Regions from separate parts of the Zea mays genome. Here all the other regions are linked to region 1. A link is a contact called in public Hi-C data. All regions are on one chromosome and are shown on one strand. The core of a region is the stretch at or near the end of the contact, and the rest is flanking DNA. Distances in the headings are between cores, read along the strand shown. Region 1 holds the start of LOC100285216. Region 2 holds the start of LOC103636520 (zinc finger protein ZAT4). Region 3 holds the start of LOC100273888 (Pentatricopeptide (PPR) repeat-containing protein-like).

What was found. Hi-C and Micro-C count contacts between places; a contact is called where the count stands out from the background.
Region 2: a contact with region 1 is called in a Hi-C map of leaf, with 6 times the contacts expected there. The contact joins the promoter of LOC103636520 here to the promoter of LOC100285216 in region 1. A contact is called at or near these places in 2 of 25 Hi-C or Micro-C datasets (ear and leaf).
Region 3: a contact with region 1 is called in a Hi-C map of leaf, with 6 times the contacts expected there. The contact joins the promoter of LOC100273888 here to the promoter of LOC100285216 in region 1. A contact is called at or near these places in 2 of 25 Hi-C or Micro-C datasets (ear and leaf).

Annotation. Positions count from the first base shown.
Region 1 is chr1:75,392,696-75,395,606 of Zm-B73-REFERENCE-NAM-5.0, forward strand. It overlaps LOC100285216, which reads right to left and starts at 1,399. Exons shown (of 3, transcript NM_001158110.1): 1 at 1,237-1,399; 2 at 1-646. The coding sequence starts at 578.
Region 2 is chr1:75,130,210-75,133,280 of Zm-B73-REFERENCE-NAM-5.0, forward strand. It overlaps LOC103636520 (zinc finger protein ZAT4), which reads right to left and starts at 1,481. Exons shown (of 1, transcript XM_008658867.2): 1 at 1-1,481. The coding sequence starts at 1,138. The coding sequence ends at 98.
Region 3 is chr1:75,732,170-75,734,941 of Zm-B73-REFERENCE-NAM-5.0, forward strand. LOC100273888 (Pentatricopeptide (PPR) repeat-containing protein-like) reads left to right here and starts at 1,258. Exons shown (of 4, transcript NM_001360483.1): 1 at 1,258-1,442.

The sequences.
Region 1 (2,911 bases), core at 149-2,648:
TAAGGACACATCTTATTCAAATGGAAGTTTGCCTGCCTCTCAATCAACATTTTCTTCATCTTCGACGCAGCAAACGACTTGAAGATACCCCGGAAGAGGCCCAAGTCACCTTCCTCGCCCTGGTCAAGATGTTCACAGGACTCTGAGACATACAACGCATCAGACCTGCACTGTGGCGCCAGTAAGCTCTTCCCCAATGTCCTAGAAAAACGGGTTCTGTAGACAAAGTGCCCCGGGACTGGGTCATGGATATTACTGAACAGGTCTCCACTAGGGCACCCTGCGCAATAGATAAGAAGCTTCCCTAGGGCCTTCCAGTTGCCATCAACGATATGACTTCCGTCAGAGTGCAAATCCTTCATCATCTTTGGTGCCCTGGCATGGCAGAATTCCTTCCAGAGCACCCTCTTGGCAAATTCATCGAACCACTTACATACACTTGATAAGATAGCAATCATCTTCGGGTTCCAGTTCATGTGTTTAAACACGAGATACATTGCATCCTCCCTGACATGGCCCTTGAGGCAAGCACAGCTCACGGAGTGCGTACATCGGTACCGCTTCACCACCAATGCCATTTCAGTTTCAGTCGATCAGGTCAACCGTGCCCAACCCTATATAGCCCTTCAAGGCTTCAATCTTGCTCCTGCAGCAGATCAGTACCACGTTTGAGATGTTATGTATAATTTCTTTAAAAAAAACTCGACCCCTAGGGGATTGGTATCACGAAGGCAGAAAGCCAGAAATTTCATCGACTGCAGGTCGGGAATAGGCCCTGAAAACTGGCTGCACAGGACGCTCTTGCAGCACGTATACCTCAGTAGACAGTTACACAGCGAGGGACCTTTTTCGTGCACGCCAGGATTTGGACCCTGGTCGGCAGCCTCCCAACCACAGGACCTACCATAGCGCTATTTATCATGGATGCTATTTATCATGGATTAATCAAACATCGAAACTAACAATCAGAAGATAATTAAACTAGCAAGTCAACTAGTGTACCAAAATACCAGTTTCGATATGTTTCAGCTACACTGCTGCTCGCAGGGGCGGACCCAGCCCCAGCGTATGACATGGTGCGCACATATACACCCGATAATTTATTTTGTAGTTTTTTTGCAGAAGAAATTGAAGTGTATATACATGTAATTGTGTCAGATCCGAATAGGAATAGCATACATTAGAGGTAGTGAGTGGGTTTCGAACAGCAGGAAGGAAGAGAAGGGGCGAGCATACCTGGTGGGCGCTAGTCCCCAGCGCGAAAGGGCCGAAATCCAAAGAAGACGCGGCGCCAATCACAGGCGAAGGGACCGACGAAGAACTGGCAGGGCGACGGCGCTCGTCCGCCCAGGCGTTGCCGCCAGGGAAGGAAGGCTGAGAGCGAGCGAGAGAGAGAGATGAACCGGACGGACGGGGTACGAAGGACAAGGAAAGATGAACGGAACAGGCGGAAAAAAATTTTTTTGGCTAAAGTGGAGGAAAATAGACCAGCTACTTGCATATTTAGGGCTAGTTTAGAAACTCTATTTTTTATAAATTAATTTTTCTTAGAAAAATAAAAATCTCTTAAAAAATAGGTTCCTAAACTAGTTTTTTGGTTTTATTTGGTACTCTAATAACCATTCTAATTCATATATATTAAAATAGGTTAGACTGTAAATTAGTTTAATTTATATCTAATATACCTTAATACATGTAGTCATGTAGATTTAGATGAATACTAAAGTATCAAACAAGACCTTAAAGTGTTAACCTTGTACATGTGAAATCCTTACGAAAATCAGTTTACTTTTATAAAAAAAAATAATATAGAAACATAAAAAGTTCTACGCTTCAACCATATCCTTAAGCTGTTTGGACGACGTTTAGACAAATATCGTATAAAGATATCATTTATAATCAAAGATATATAAAAATGTGGTTTATGAGGGGAAAAGCCGAAAAGGCTTAAGATGAGAGTTTCTAAGGTTCAATTTAGCAAAGCTCCATCCCCAGCCATTTCACAATCCGCAGATCTCTACCGAACATTTAAAATATAATTAGATTCTGGTAGAGAACTAAGAAGAATCACTTCTCTATTTATACTAAGTTGGAAGCTTGTGGCTCACGCCGGATAGCTTTGTCAAACCATCTAAAACTTCGAAAAGATCGTTATAAAATCATAGTTTTAAACGAGGAGGTTTATTGTATCTAACCACCTAGCAGATTTTGAAACCCAAAATATCTTAATAAAACATAGTATATTTATTCAATACTCTTAGAATACTTTGCATCCAAATGCTATGACGATCTTCTAAAACCAGTTTGAGACATCTTGAGGAAGCAAGAAACACATTTATTTCTCATGTTTTGTGCTACGTCCAGCCCTTGAAATGTATCATTTGGCATACGCAAGCATCGTTTGCGTAGATAAGCTACAACCGTCAAACGTAAAGATTTGGACATATATAAAAGCTATTAATTCCTTGTGTTTTGTGGTATACATGGTGCCTCACACGCATCCAATGTGAACGTTCAACGAACGCAAACATCACTTTCGATGTAAGGACTTGTTTGGTTTGACATCACGCAAACTTTCATGCTAGACAATATTCTTAGGCAATAGGTTTTAGTTGCCCAAGGTTAGATTTGTTGCCTAGTGAAAGTAGTCTAGCTTAGGATCCAATCCATAATAACCCTTAGATGCATCAAAACAACCAGACTCTATCTAGCCAGGTTGTTCAAGTAGAATTTGGTTATGTATACAAGCTAATTTCCAAATGTGTTCCACACATCTAGGGCACAAACATCTATGACACATGTTGGCTAAATCCCTCTTCATCTAGTTGGCTTAGAGGGGGAAAGTACACACCTTGTTGGTATGGATCTCAACATAGGAAAGTAGAATACACAAAAAACATATAACTAACAT
Region 2 (3,071 bases), core at 231-2,730, 260 kb before region 1:
TCCGAAGAATCGATTGAACCTGAATCTATAGTTCACACTAGTATGTAGGTACCACATCCATACTTCGTCTGAAAATCAAGACTTAAGTAGCCAAATTTCAATCCTCAACTCCTGGAGCTGGCAGATTGAGATCAAGAAACTCATCAGAGATCAGTGGTTGCTCATCGTCACCAACGTCATCGTCATCGACAGAATGTACGTGCTCATAGAGCTCACCGGCGATCGAGTGTGACCGCTTGTGTCCACCGAGCGACTGTCCCGAGCTAAACACCCTAAAGCAGATGCGACACTCGAATTTAATCGTCCTATTATTACTAACCATGGAGGTAGTGTTGGTCTCGACGCTGGGCTTGGGCTCCGGTTGGTAGTCAAGGATAGGTTTGGCGATGCTACAGTTACTATTGATCCGCTTGTAGCTAGCGCGGTGACCGCCGAGTGCTTGGTACGACCGGAACGTCCTCCCGCATACAGGGCACTCGTACCGGCCCCGCTTCTCGTCACCAACGTCGCTGTGATGGAGCTTCCTCTTGTTGATTTTGGTGCCGTCGTTGGAGTCGGCGTCATGGTGGTGGTACTCGTACTGATAATCTCGCCTCGTGCTGTCCTCTCCCGGCGAGTACTTGGCGCCCACGGCCGTGGAGCAACCGCGACGGTCCACGATGTCGCACGACAGCATGATGAGGGAGAGTGCGACATCCTCCGGCTCCTTGTCGAAGGCAGTCGGCGGCGGCGTGCGAGCCGGCACACGCATAGAGCGCCTACGCCTCGGCGGCGGCATCAAGCCCTCCTGCTTCCAATCACGCTCCAGTTCCATCGCTTTGCCACCGCCTCGCGCGCGGCGGTAATCGACGTTCGACTCACACGGTGAAAACACGTCACCGCGGCCACCGCAGTCGCTGAGGCTCGAGAGGCGCCGTGTCTTCTTCGGCTTGTCCCTCAGCCCGTGACCTCCTGCTCCCGGAGCCGTCGCGCAATCAAGGCCTTGCCGCTGTTGGTGCTCCTCCTCGTCGTCCAGCTCGTCGGCCAGGGAATGCGAACGCATGTGGCCGCCGAGCGAGCGGCCGCAGGGGAAGCCCTTCCGGCACACCTTGCAGCTGTGCCGAGTGGCGCTGCTAGCAAGCACAGCCACATCCCACATCCCCCATGGTATGCGTCGTTGATGATGTTTCGATCAAGGTAAGGAACTAGAGCAGATTATTATTTGATCGCATCAGCGGCGGATCAAGATCGATCAGCCAAGAAAGCTAGCTGCAAGTAGGCAAGAATGGAAGTGGGTGGAAGGGGAGAAGAGGTCAAGTGAAGAAGAAAGGAGATGGAGGCGGCCGGGATCCATGCGGCTGATCGAGCGTGCTTGCGAGAGGAAGCTGCTGTGTGTGACGAGCAGCTAAAGTAGCAGATGGGACGAGGGAGGAGGAGGTCATGCTGCATACGCGCGGTTCGTTGGGCAGGAGAAATCTCAGCACAGCATGCAACCAAGCAAGCAAAATTAGCAAACGGACAGGAGAGAGAAAACGAATCACCCTGTGATGTGCTGCTGTGGAGCCGGCAAAATGCAACGCAACGCAAGCCACGGATGGAACGAGTGAGTGCCGTTACTGCCGTGTCTGGCCGGGCCGCCAACTGGGCTTCTTTGCCACCGGCGGGCCGATTTTCCAATGAGCCCACTCTGTCATCGTCATGGTTGCCGTCATCTCTTAAGTCTAGTTTGGAAACACAATTTTTCCAATAGATTTCTATTTTCCTAAGAAAAATAAACTAATTTTTTTTGAGAAAATGAAAATCTCTTAGAAAAATAGGGTTTCCAAACTAGCCATTATTTTCGAATCCAGCCGTAGGATTTCACTGGACCACATCCGTTCAGTTGTAGTTTCATCATCCTACGGTTGGATCGCAACCATGACTATACCCAGCAGACCATGTATATGTGTAAAACAATATTTAGACGGTATAATTTGAAATATAAAGTGAGATAACTAAGGCTGTCTCCAGCAGCGTTCGCTAAATTGCATGCTCTAAAAAATATACTCTATACTTTACAACACTTCCTAAAAGATTTCGTCTTTATATCTTGTTTATATCCAACAACGTACTCTAAATTTGGTCATCTATATCTATAGTGTTACCTGAATTTGTATTTTCCATTATTTTTTGCCTATCAAAAAACAATCTGTAGCAACGTAATTGTTTTCTTAAGTACAACAAGGACGCAAACACAGGTACCATACATTACATCACATACATTACTAATCATTTTTTTAATACGGCAAGGACAAAAACACGGACGGTGCTCTAGGCACGAGGACACAACTGCCCTGTATATCGAACGTTGCTCGTTCACTAGATTTAGAGGATTCTCAACGACCACTACATTTTATAGCCCCTTTACCGTTCCTTGCTGGCGGCCTTGCCCACTGCTGCATATGCTAAGTTTAGTGTACATGATGCTTTATAAGCCTTTGTTAGAGACATCCTAAGACTGTTGGAGGTAGTATGTGGCTCACAAAGCTGTGGCCACAAACATCTTTGGCCATTCTTCTCTCCACTTCCTTTCCCCCCGAAGATACGATTGTGGCCTTTTGATGCACTGCCACCTGGCCACCATGGCCTCATGTCATCTTGGTCGATTACATACATACATATACACACACATTTTTTTTTGAAAAATCACGTTTAGATCTCTAAAGAAACTAATAGTAGGATAATTGTCATGGCCTATGGAGCCGAGATTACACATCCCAACATCATATGTAATAGCATTGAGGCATCAAACTATTATTGATGTGGAGGTTACGGTGACCATGACATGATGGAACCTCGACGTAGATCTATAACGCCGAACTCGACACCATAGCTCGATGGCATAGATCTTAACATCGAGGTTACTATATTGTTTGTCGTCGTCCTCTTCTCTGTCGTTTCTCTTTCTCCTATGCTCGGACCCTGACCTCGCGCATCTCTCCTCTATCGATCACGGTGTCATGCCCCCTGCATGTTGGAGCTCAGCTACCGTGGCATCGGTCCCTTAGCCATCTGTTATCACTGGAAACTGGTGGCCGGTTGTCCGAGCAGCC
Region 3 (2,772 bases), core at 8-2,507, 340 kb after region 1:
CCAAGGAATAATTATTAGTTCGCTTTATTGTTATCATTTATTTTTGTAAGACACTTCTGCAATGTAATAATTTTTGTGACATCTATCTCTATACACTTGGTCATTATATGTGATGTTCTTATTGGACGCATATATGAGACGCACCCATGTTTATCTCTTAAATCTGGGTGTGACACTACACGACCACTGACCACTAGAGATAGCAACGAGGAATTTTCTGTCGGACAATAGCTCCCCATCCCCATCCTCGTGAAGAAAAAAAATTTCCCGCGGGGATTCCCACAAACGCTCGTGGAGGATATTTCTTTCCCATCCCTATTCCCTGCGGGGATAAATCTCCGACGGAGATCCCGTCTCCACTTAAATTATAATTAGAACATATGTACTTTGTTATTAATATAAAATATTATCACTTATACATATTGTCATATATATATAATATTATATGTACATCAAAATGAGCATATTTATAACAATAAATGGTCTCTTGAAAATATAATTATTTATTTTTATCATTAACTAGTACAAAAAAACAATATTACGTCTAATAGCTTGTTTGGGTAATATCAGATTAGAGTGGATGAAGGTGGTATGTGGTGTATTTAAGTGTAATATAAACTAATTTTTCTTTCAATTCTCTTCAATACACCTCAATACACTTCAATCCCTCTATACCCAAATAAAGCGTAAAGACTTGTTCGATTAGGGGTGGATTGAGGGGGATTGAGGCCTTGTTCGTTTTTGTCGGATTGGTGGGTCGGAACGATTCCTAACCGGATTGTTTTTCTAATTTATATAAACTTTGTTTAGGACTTGTTCGTTTGTGTCGGATTGGTGGGTCGGAACGATTTCTAACCGGATTGCTTCTCTAATTTATATAAACTTTGATTAGCTGGAACTATTTCGGGTGCAATCCGATAGAAACGAACAAGACTTTAGGCCTTGTTCGTTTGTGTCGGATTGGTGGGTCGGAACGATTCCGAACCGGATTGCTTCTCTAATTTATATAAACTTTGATTAGCCGGAACGATTCCGGGTGCAATCCGATGTAAACGAACAAGGCCTTAAGTGGAACGATATTCCAAATGCAATCGGACACAAACGAACAGGGCCTGAAGGAGATTCAATCTCCTTCTATACAAATTTAAATAGGAACTTTCTTAAACTCTTTTAAACCGAACAAGCCCTAACGGATCGCTGCGGGGATGGGGATGGAGAATTCCCGTTTATCCGTTCAGGAAATAATTTTGTCTGTTTAAATCCCATGAGAAAAAAAAAACTCATCCCCGTGGATCCGGGCCCATTGCCATCTCTGCCGACCACACCGGCACACCCCCGCAACCACTGTTCCCGCCGATTCGTTTCGTCCCACCGCGCCAAACTGCGACGACGGCGGTCGCAGAGTTGCCTTCCCTCCAACCGTACCGCCGCCGCCGCCGCTGGTGAGTCCCGAAGATGAGATCTCTCCCGTTCCTGTGATTCGAGCGCTTCCCCTTACAGCCGTTGCGCCCCTGCTCCGCTTTGCTTCAGACGAGCATATTGGGCCGAGCGCCTCCCCGGCCAGCAGCGGCACCGTCGCCGGTTCCAAGTCCGGGGTCGACGCGCTGTGGGGCTTGCTGAAACTGGTACACGTTCTGCCTACATCCACCCGTCTCTCTCTCCTTGCTGATTGAGACGGTAACACAATTAACGGTTCAGTTTAGGTTTAGGGGCGGCGATGTGTGTGCTTCCTAACCTGGAAGCAAACCTTATGAATTATATATGATCATCCTTGTGTCATTTCCTTCTTAACTTCCATGCGTGCATGCCTCATTGCCTCCTCTGATTTGATAAAGTAACCAGGCTTTATTTATTGAATTTTGGACACGAGAAGGCTGAACTGAGCAGAAGATAATTTGCTTTAACGACAATCAATGATGAACATTTCACTTTGTTGCCAGCAGTCAAGAGCCTCCCCTCTAGTTTAGGATTATGATAAGCCAATTCACCATAGCTGGGTTGGCCATTCTGAATTATGTTTTTCTCGCTGCCAACACAGTAGCTAACCACCTTTCTAGACATATATCTTTTAGGACTAACTAGATTCATTGTATAACACAAAAATTGGGCTAATATATCCTACCTGGCTAGCTAGCCTGGTTACTTTAACCCTGAATACAGCCTAAACCTATTGCTAGTGTTCCCAGTTTGTATCCCCCTGTAGCTCGGTACCTGGGCTGTAGTGCTCAAGGTCAACTGTCCAAGCTTCTCTCCTTTGCCATCCCAACGAGATCATATCTGAATCCCATCAGAGGTCATTATCTTAACTTCCCAACGGTGTAGGTTGAACCCTAAGCTCTACCTCAGTAAACTGAGGGAAGAAAAACCACCACTGTGGCACTGCCCCAACTCAACATTCTTTCTTATCACCGTGATTGGCCTGCCAAGCAGTGGCAGACCCAACACAAAATTTAAGGTATCAGATATATGCCCATGTTTCCTTATCATGCATATATTTCTGATTGAATGGAACCAATTTCATATCTTAAAGCATGTCCTTGGGTCAGCAGGGGGGAAGGGGGTGCTGCCGAGAAGGGGCTAGGGCATAGGGAAGGAGCATGAGAAGGGGCCGCCACCAGGAAGGGGTTGGGGCTAGGGCATAGGGAAGGAGCATGAGAAGGGACCGCCACCAGGAAGAGGTTGTGGCTAGGGCTGAGGGCTAGGAAGGGTCTGGTCGCTGGGGAAAGGAGCTGGGAGTGTAAAACAGTCATTGCCAGTGGTGAAATTTTTTAA